Linked DNA regions of Mus musculus: region 2 is linked to region 1. A link is a contact called in public Hi-C data. All regions are on one chromosome and are shown on one strand. The core of a region is the stretch at or near the end of the contact, and the rest is flanking DNA. Distances in the headings are between cores, read along the strand shown.

Region 1 (3,782 bases), core at 694-3,193:
AAGGGTGAACGGCTATGGGGATTGGCCTCAGTAGTCAGGATGAGAGAAATGCATGCCTCGCTGGAGTAGACACCTGGGAAGGTCAGCTGTTGCCTACAGCTTCAGGCCAGGGGAACTGGCACTGCGCCAGATGTCTTTCTACAGGACCATAGGTAGGACTCTTAAAAAGTCCTACATTTGGAGAATGGAGACAGTAGTGGGTTACTTGCTCCTTCAAAAGTGGGGTCAATGGAAGGCTTCCCAAACACCTCGCAGCTCCCGTCATTCCCTGGGCTCATCCAGAGTCCATCCCTGTATCTCCATACCCAAATCCACCAGTAACTCCTGACCCACGAATCAGGGTGTATCAGCCTCGGTGACAGATTGGCCTCCGAGTCTCAGATCCTGACATATGGATCAGATGTTCAGAACAGGCGGTCCTGATAGCAGACAGCTTTGCTATGCTCTTTTGTGGTGTTACGTCTGTTCAGTCTGCAGGCAAGGGAAAGGGTGTGGCATGGGGGGGGCGGGACTTTAGAGATCAGGCCTGGGAGTTTCGAGTGTCAGTTCTGCAAGAATCCACTGACTGAAGCTTGGGTTGGTGAAGTGTCTTGATGCCAGGGACCTTAAGCATCAAGGCTTGCTGTATTCCCAGCTGTCTAACATATCCCAGAGTCATCTGCTTCTCTTCATCTGTTATTGAAGGCTAGCCCCCCGAGCCCATACCTGACTGACACCATTCCCCTGGCTGGTCTCCACTCAGCCACCTTTTCTCTTCCATGTGGCAGCCCCTTGTTTTTTTTTCCAAGGTGTGGTGGTAAGACATGATGTCATTTAGCCTAGTCTGGGTTTGAACTTCTAGTCTTCCCTGCCTCCACCTCCCAAGCACTGAGATTATAAGTGTGGACCGCCATGCCTGGCTCTGATGCCTTTGAAAAGAAAAGAAAAGAAAAGAAAAGAAAAGAAAAGAAAAGAGAAGAGAAGAGAAGAGAAGAGAAGAGATGAAAAGAGAAGAGAAGAGAAGAGAAGGGAAGGGAAGGGAAGGGAAGGGAAGGGAAGGGAAGGGAAGGGAAGGGAAGAAGAGAAGAGAAGAGAAGAGAAGAGAAGAGAAGAGAAGAGAAGAGAAGAGAAGAGAAAAGAAAAGAAAAGAAAAGAAAAGAAAAGAAAAGAAAAGAAAAGAAAAGAAAAGAAAAGAAAAAAAGGTTTCGACTGTCCTGAAAAACCAGCCTGGGATCTGGCAAGGTGGCTCAGTGGTTAAGATCATAGTACCTGGGGTTTGATTTCCAGCACCCACATGGTGGTTCATAAGCGGCTGTAACTCCAGTTCCAGGAGATCCTACACCCTCTTCTGGCCTCCATGGGCACTGTAAAAGTGGTACACAGACATACATGCAGGCAAATATAAAATAAAAATTAAATAACAAAAAATGAATTTGTAGAAGTCACTTCTCTCTGGCCCTCCTGTCTGTCTCTCCAGCCTGCATCCTAATTCTCTTGGCTCCAGTCACACCAGCTTCTTTGCTGTTCCCTGTCACCAAGTCACCTCCCTTCTGCTCTAGCGAGGGACCTACGTGTGTGGCCTGGATTTTCTCTCCCTGGTCACTCCTGGATGACTTGGCACGCACCTCCCCAAGCGTTTTCCTCCTTCATCACACCTGTCTTACTTCATCGTTTTGTCCATTTGTCATCCATCCCTGCTTGCCGGCATACCCGTTCTACTCCCACGGAGAAGGGTGGGCACCAGAGGGCGCTTGGTGAATATTTGCTAAATGATAGACGGGAGAAAGGAAAGGGTCCCGAGCCCCCAAGAGCTAGGGCGAGTTACGGATGGAGGCTGCTGCTGCTGTGCACACCTGGACCGGGCCTCTGCTCCAGATGTCCCTGCGGGCCCCTGCGTGGGTTAGGGCGGGGAGCGTCGGGAGAGCTCAGAGCCCGCCCCCTGCTGTAAGCCGGGCGCGGCGGAGATGGAGCTGGAGCCGTCGGGGCGCACGGAAACCGGCACTCGGAGCGGGAGAGCCGCGATGAGGAAGCAGAGCGCGCGCACGGCGGCGCTCATTCTGTGCATCCTGTCCTACCTGCTGGTGGGTGCCGCTGTTTTCGATGCGCTGGAATCCGAGGCGGAGCGCAGCCGGCAGCGGCTGCTGGCTCGGAAGCGGGGCGAGTTCCGCAGAAAGTACCGCTTCTCCGCCGACGACTACCGCGAGCTGGAGCGCCTGGCGCTGCAGGCCGAGCCGCACCGCGCCGGCCGCCAGTGGCGCTTCGCAGGCTCCTTCTACTTCGCCATCACGGTCATCACCACCATCGGTGAGCCCTCCGGAGCCTCCCCTCTGCCCCACTCAGTCCTGATCTCTCCTCCGGTGCGATCCCACCTCCGCCCCTTTGACTTTGGAAAGGGCTTGCCAGCACGCTGAGGCGCATTTGCCTCGCTGAGCAAAATGGGGGCAATCAGTTAGCTGACACAAGGCTGTAGGCACCCACACAAGGGTGGATACTAGAAACCCTGGGCTCTCGGGGTGAACAGAAGTGAGGCTTTCTTGTCCCATTGTGTCAGCTATGTGACCTTAGATAAGTTTCTTGACTTCTCTGAGCCTTCTCTGAGTGTTCTTTGAAAACTAGGATTGCTAATATGTCTTGCAAGGAGGAGGGAGGAATGCAGAGCTGTGATAGAGATTATTATTAAGGAGATAATGTGTGTAGATCGTTTTAGCATAGGGCCTGACCCACAGAAAACATTATGAAAACAAGATTGTTTGTATATAAGATAACAGTTATCCGTTAACCCCGTGATATCAGCACTCTCCCTTGTCTTTTGACTGCTGTGTGGTCAGAGAGTCTAATAGGCGTCCAATAACTTTTTAAGGGAATGACTAATTACAAAGCTTTGATCTCACGTTGGGGCAGCCAGAGGAGCCCCTATGTATACCATTTGGACTCTAGCTGTTACCATAACCACATCTGGCCAGGACCCGAGGTCCTAAGCCTGAGGAACCTGCAGAAGCAGGCTCCCTAGGGCTTCAAACCTGTTAGCTAGCCCCTTGGTGCTGGGCTCCAGCTGTAGTTGCTAGGTGTGCCTACAGTCTCCCTCAGTGGAACAAACCAGCAGCCCACACCTTGGAGAGTGCACTTGCACAAAAGCTGTGGGTTTAAGCACCCATGCAACCCCAAACGCTGAGTTCGGAGTATCTCCTGCTACCAGCCTTCTCAGGCAAGTGGCTGTGCCCTCTTGGCACACGTTTTTGTCAAAGGCAAAATGTGAATGTTCTGCCTTGCCGGGCGAATGAGGGCCCAGCATGGGGCCAGAGGCTATGCAGGTATTGTTTGTTAGTAATAATTTATTACTTGCCAAGTCTAGAGCCAGCTCCCGTTCGACACTTCTGCCCTCTCTTGTCTACAAGTTCCAACCTCAAGACCTCTCTTATTTGCCATGCCTGCAGAGATTGTGCCTTGTCTGAAGCCTCTGCCCTTTCCTGTGTTTTTGGACAGCCTACCAGCCAGGTTTGGCTCCTTCCCTTGATGATCTGAAACCCAAGCTAGAGAAAGAAACAAAAACAACAACAACAACAACAAAAAAAAAAACTAAAACCAACCAACCAAAGCCAAATCATAACTGAATAGAAACTGGAATTGTTTTGCTTTTCTGGCCACTTGGGTGACTCAGGATGTACAGCAGTGGCTACCATGGCTCGTGCCCTCAAGGAGTTCAAATCAGGGATGGGCAGAGTGTATCCCTCCCATGGTACCACAGGGAGGCAGACTTTAAATGCTTATGTTATGTGGAGACTTTAAACATGTATACGTTCACG
Region 2 (3,782 bases), core at 329-2,828, 79 kb after region 1:
CATGGAAGTAGAGGGTGTGTGGGACTTGGGAGGAAGAAAGGAGGGGAAGAGGAAAAAAGCGGGACAGGATCAGGTGTGGAAGGAGACAGGGGAGATGTACAGAGGGCCAGGAAATTAAACAGAGGCGTGTAGCAATGGGGGATGGGGAACTGGGGATAGCAACAGAAAGTTCCAGACACCAGGAAAGCAAGAGGCTCCCAGGACCCAACAGAGATGACTAGCTGAAATACCCAACAAACGGAAGGAAGAACCTGTAGAGGCCATATCCAGAGATTATGCACAGCCCCTGGTTAAGGGATGAGGCCACTCACCCTTCTCAAATTTTTAACCCAGAATTGCTCCTGTCTAAAGGAAATTTGGGGACAAAGAGTGAAGCAGAGACTGAAGGAAAGGCCATCCAGAGACTGCCCCATATGCAGCCACCAAACCCAGACACTGTTGCTGATGTTAAGAAGTGCTTGCTGACAGAAGCCTGGTATGGATATCTTCTGAGAGGCTCAACCAGAACCTTACTGATACTGAGATACTGATGCGGACGCTTGCAGTCAACCATTGGACTGAGCAGGGAGACCCCAATGGTGGAGTTAGGGGAAGGACTGAAGGAGCTGAAGGAGTTTGCAACCCCATAGGAAAAACAATATCAACCAACCATACTCATCCCCCCAGAGCTCCCAGGGACTAAACCACCAACCAAAGAATACACATGGAAGGACCTATGGCTCCAGCTGCCTATGTAGCAGAAGATGGCCTTATCAGGCATCAATGGGAGGGAGGTCCTTGGTCCTGGGAGGCTCAATTCCCCAGTGTAAGGGAATGCTTGGGTGGGGGGTGGGAGTGGGTGTGTGGGTGGGGGAGCACCCTTGTGAAGGTAGGGGGAGGGGGGAGTTGGAATGGGGAGGTTCTTGGAGAGGAAACTGGGAAAGGGGGATAACTTTGGAAATGTAAATAAACAAAATAACCAATAAAATGTTTTAAAAATAAATAAAAACTGAAAATTCAAAGAAAGAAAGAGAGAGAAAGAGAGAAAGAAAGAAAGAAAGAAAGAAAGAAAGAAAGAAAGAGAAAAAGAAAGAGAGAAAGAAAGAAAGTTGTTTCATCAAAGGAAGGAAGGAAGGAAGGAAGGAAGAAAGAAAGAAAGAAAGAAAGAAAGAGAAAAAGAAAGAGAGAAAGAAAGAAAGAAAGTTGTTTTCATCATGTTACCCAGAGAACACTGCGGGAAGTGTCCCATTTCTCCGCTGTCTTTACCCACCCTTTCCTTCCCTTTTGTCCATCCATCACCCAAGGACACACGGAATAGCAGCATCCTCCTGGGGTCTCGTGACCACATTTTGTCTTTTTTTCACCACCCACCTTCCCCACAGCAAATACACCTCCCTGCCACTGTTTTAAATTACAGAATAATTTCATGTTACTTGGCTAACCAGTTACTGTTGGATACTTAAGTTATTTCCAGTCTCTTGCTCTCCTGAGAACGTTTTTTAAACTCTCTTACTACAAAGGTGCTGCACACACTATCAGAGCAGCCGCGGGGTCAACAGGATGCGTGAACTGAAGGCTTTTCATAAGTAATGACGCATTTCCCCTGTGAGTGTGAAGCGACCTTCCCTCTCCCCAGGAGCAGATGACTTATTCCTCACACTCACTCTCAGAAGCCAGCAGTTTTCTTTGTGATTTATTTTCTTGTCTATCATCAGTAACCCCCATGATTTGCTACTGCTCATTCCCCACCACTAAGAGACACCCACACGTTCTTGGTCTATTAAATGCACTGACTTAGATAATCCGATCTAAAACATTTGCATAGGTGTATCTGCAAACGACATGTGCGTGCGTGTGTGTGTGTGTGTGTGTGTGTGTGTGTGTGTGTGTGGTGTGTGTGTGTGTGGTGTGTGTGGTATGTGGTGTGTGTGTGTGGTGTGTGGTGTGTGGTGTGTGCATGTGTGAGTGTGTGTGGTGTGGTGTGGTGTGGTGTGTGTGTGTGTGTGTGCGTGTGTGTGTGGTGTGTGTGTGTGTGTGTGCATATGTGTGTATGTGTGTGTGGTGTGTGTGTGTGTGCGTGTGTGAGTATGTGTGTACATGTGTTGTGTGCGTGTGGAGGCCAGAGGTCCTGGCTGAGTGGCTTCTTCAATTGCTTACTTTTTAGTTTTTGAAAAATTTACATTTGTTTATCTCTCGCATATGAATTGTTTCTGTGGGTGCAGGTGTGTGTGTGCCACAGCACACGTGGGGACCAGAGGACAAGTTGTGGGAATCAGTTCTCTCCTTCTACTATGCAGATTCCCAGGAATCAAACTTGGATCACCAGGCTTGGGCTACAAGTGCCCTTACCCATTGAGCCGTCTTGCCAGCTCTCCACCTTACATTTGAAACAGTCTCCACAGCACTAGGGGCTAGCTGTTTCAACTAGAGATGGCAAGTGAACCCCAGGATCGTCCTGTCTCTGCCACCCCAGTGTCAGGATCACAGGCACACACTGTCACACGATGCTGTTTTCATGAAGGCACAGGAATGGAACTCAGGTCCTCACACTTGCAGAGCAGCCTTACCAGTTGCTAACCCATCTTGCAGGCACTGAAAAGGGCAGTTTTCAAACGCCACATAGGCTATTGCACCATATTCTGCTGTCTTTTGTTCAATCAATACCATTTTGAGATCTATACTAATTTACATAATTCTAATGTATTAGTTTTAACTGCTATTTAGCCTTTTCTTCATTGCAGAAAGTTATTTTCAGACTGGTATAATATGTTGTCAGCACTTTGCAGTCACAAACAATACTATTTTGAACATCTTCATTCCTGTATCCTTGTTAGTTTGTTTAAGACAGTGTCTTTCTATACAACCCTGGCAGTCCTGGAACTATGTATCTTTAACTTTGCTAGAGTTTCTATACAGAAATAGAATTGTTGAGGGGTAAGTATAGCAGTCATTTTCAAAGTATTTTATTAAAGTTTGCATCGTGACCTTCGATAAGAAATATATTTACATGATCATCTGATAAGGCTCTCTGCACACACACAGGTAAACTTTTCCTGAGATAAGCAACCTTATAACATTGGTGCAAGAAGAACCTGGCAATGTGTCTCTTGTTGTTTAGTTTAACTTCACACTAATTGTGAAATAGTACTTACTTTGCAACCTAGTAATAGGTTATGTCAACCATGTAAGAAGGAATGGGTGAAAATTAATTGGGTTTTACTGAATGCTTTTAAGGTAATTCATCAGATACTCTAATCTCTAAGATGTTAGATTCTCATGTCTCTGCAACTCAGGCACCCCTGTGACATCTGGGTCTTGTTTTGTTTTTTTCTTTTTCTTCCATCTGATACGTATTAGCTAACAAGTCATTCCTGTTTTTCTTTTTTCTTTTTTTTTAAGATTTATTTATTTATTCTATGTAAGTACACTGTAGCTGTCTTCAGACATTCCAGAAGAGGGCGTCAGATCTCATTACAGGTGGTTGTAGCCATCATGTGGTTGCTGGGATTTTAACTCAGGACCTGTGGAAGAGAAGTCAGTGTTCTTACCTGCTGAGCCATCTTGCCAGCCCGTTTTTATTTTTCTTTCTCTGATTACCAAGTTAAACTTCTCTGTGTATAGGGATCCATCTTCTGAGTTTCCAGGGAATACGTTTCCTGTTTTTATAAACTAGGTTTTGTCAGATTTCCTTCTTGGTGCTTTATGGCTGAGTTTCTTACATCCTATGGATTTTAATCCTTGAACTATTGTTGAAAAAATATGTTGCAAAAAAACTTTCCCAGGCTGGTAAGATGGCTCCGTGG

The links. A called contact is a pair of places that touch in the nucleus more often than the background predicts.
Region 2: a Hi-C map of CD8 T cells shows a contact between it and region 1, with 1.9 times the contacts expected there. The contact joins the enhancer-like site here to the promoter of Kcnk15 in region 1. A contact is called at or near these places in 20 of 39 promoter capture datasets (the 3T3-L1 cell line, 3T3-L1-derived adipocytes, the C10 cell line and 12 more), 2 of 15 datasets of contacts at CTCF or cohesin (pro-B cells and stem cell-derived epiblast-like cells), 49 of 484 Hi-C or Micro-C datasets (8-cell embryo, CD8 T cells, the G1E-ER4 cell line and 33 more), 13 of 115 datasets of contacts at active chromatin or transcription factors (PVALB interneurons, embryonic basal ganglia, embryonic forebrain and 7 more) and 3 of 9 other capture datasets (adipose tissue, embryonic stem cells and pancreatic islet).

The regions. Positions count from the first base shown.
Region 1 is chr2:163,851,807-163,855,588 of GRCm38.p6, forward strand. It overlaps Kcnk15 (potassium channel, subfamily K, member 15), which reads left to right and starts at 1,944. Exons shown (of 2, transcript NM_001030292.1): 1 at 1,944-2,283. The coding sequence starts at 1,944.
Region 2 is chr2:163,930,798-163,934,579 of GRCm38.p6, forward strand. All of the region lies in intron 1 of Gm35886 (a long non-coding RNA gene), which reads left to right. Among named protein-coding and RNA genes, the nearest start is that of Gm35886, 14 kb to the left of the region's middle. Within about 2 kb of position 1,579, at least 7 of the 459 cell types and tissues checked have an H3K27ac peak or open chromatin away from gene starts, as enhancers often do. A contact at or near this core is called in CD8 T cells and the P5424 cell line, where this site is marked.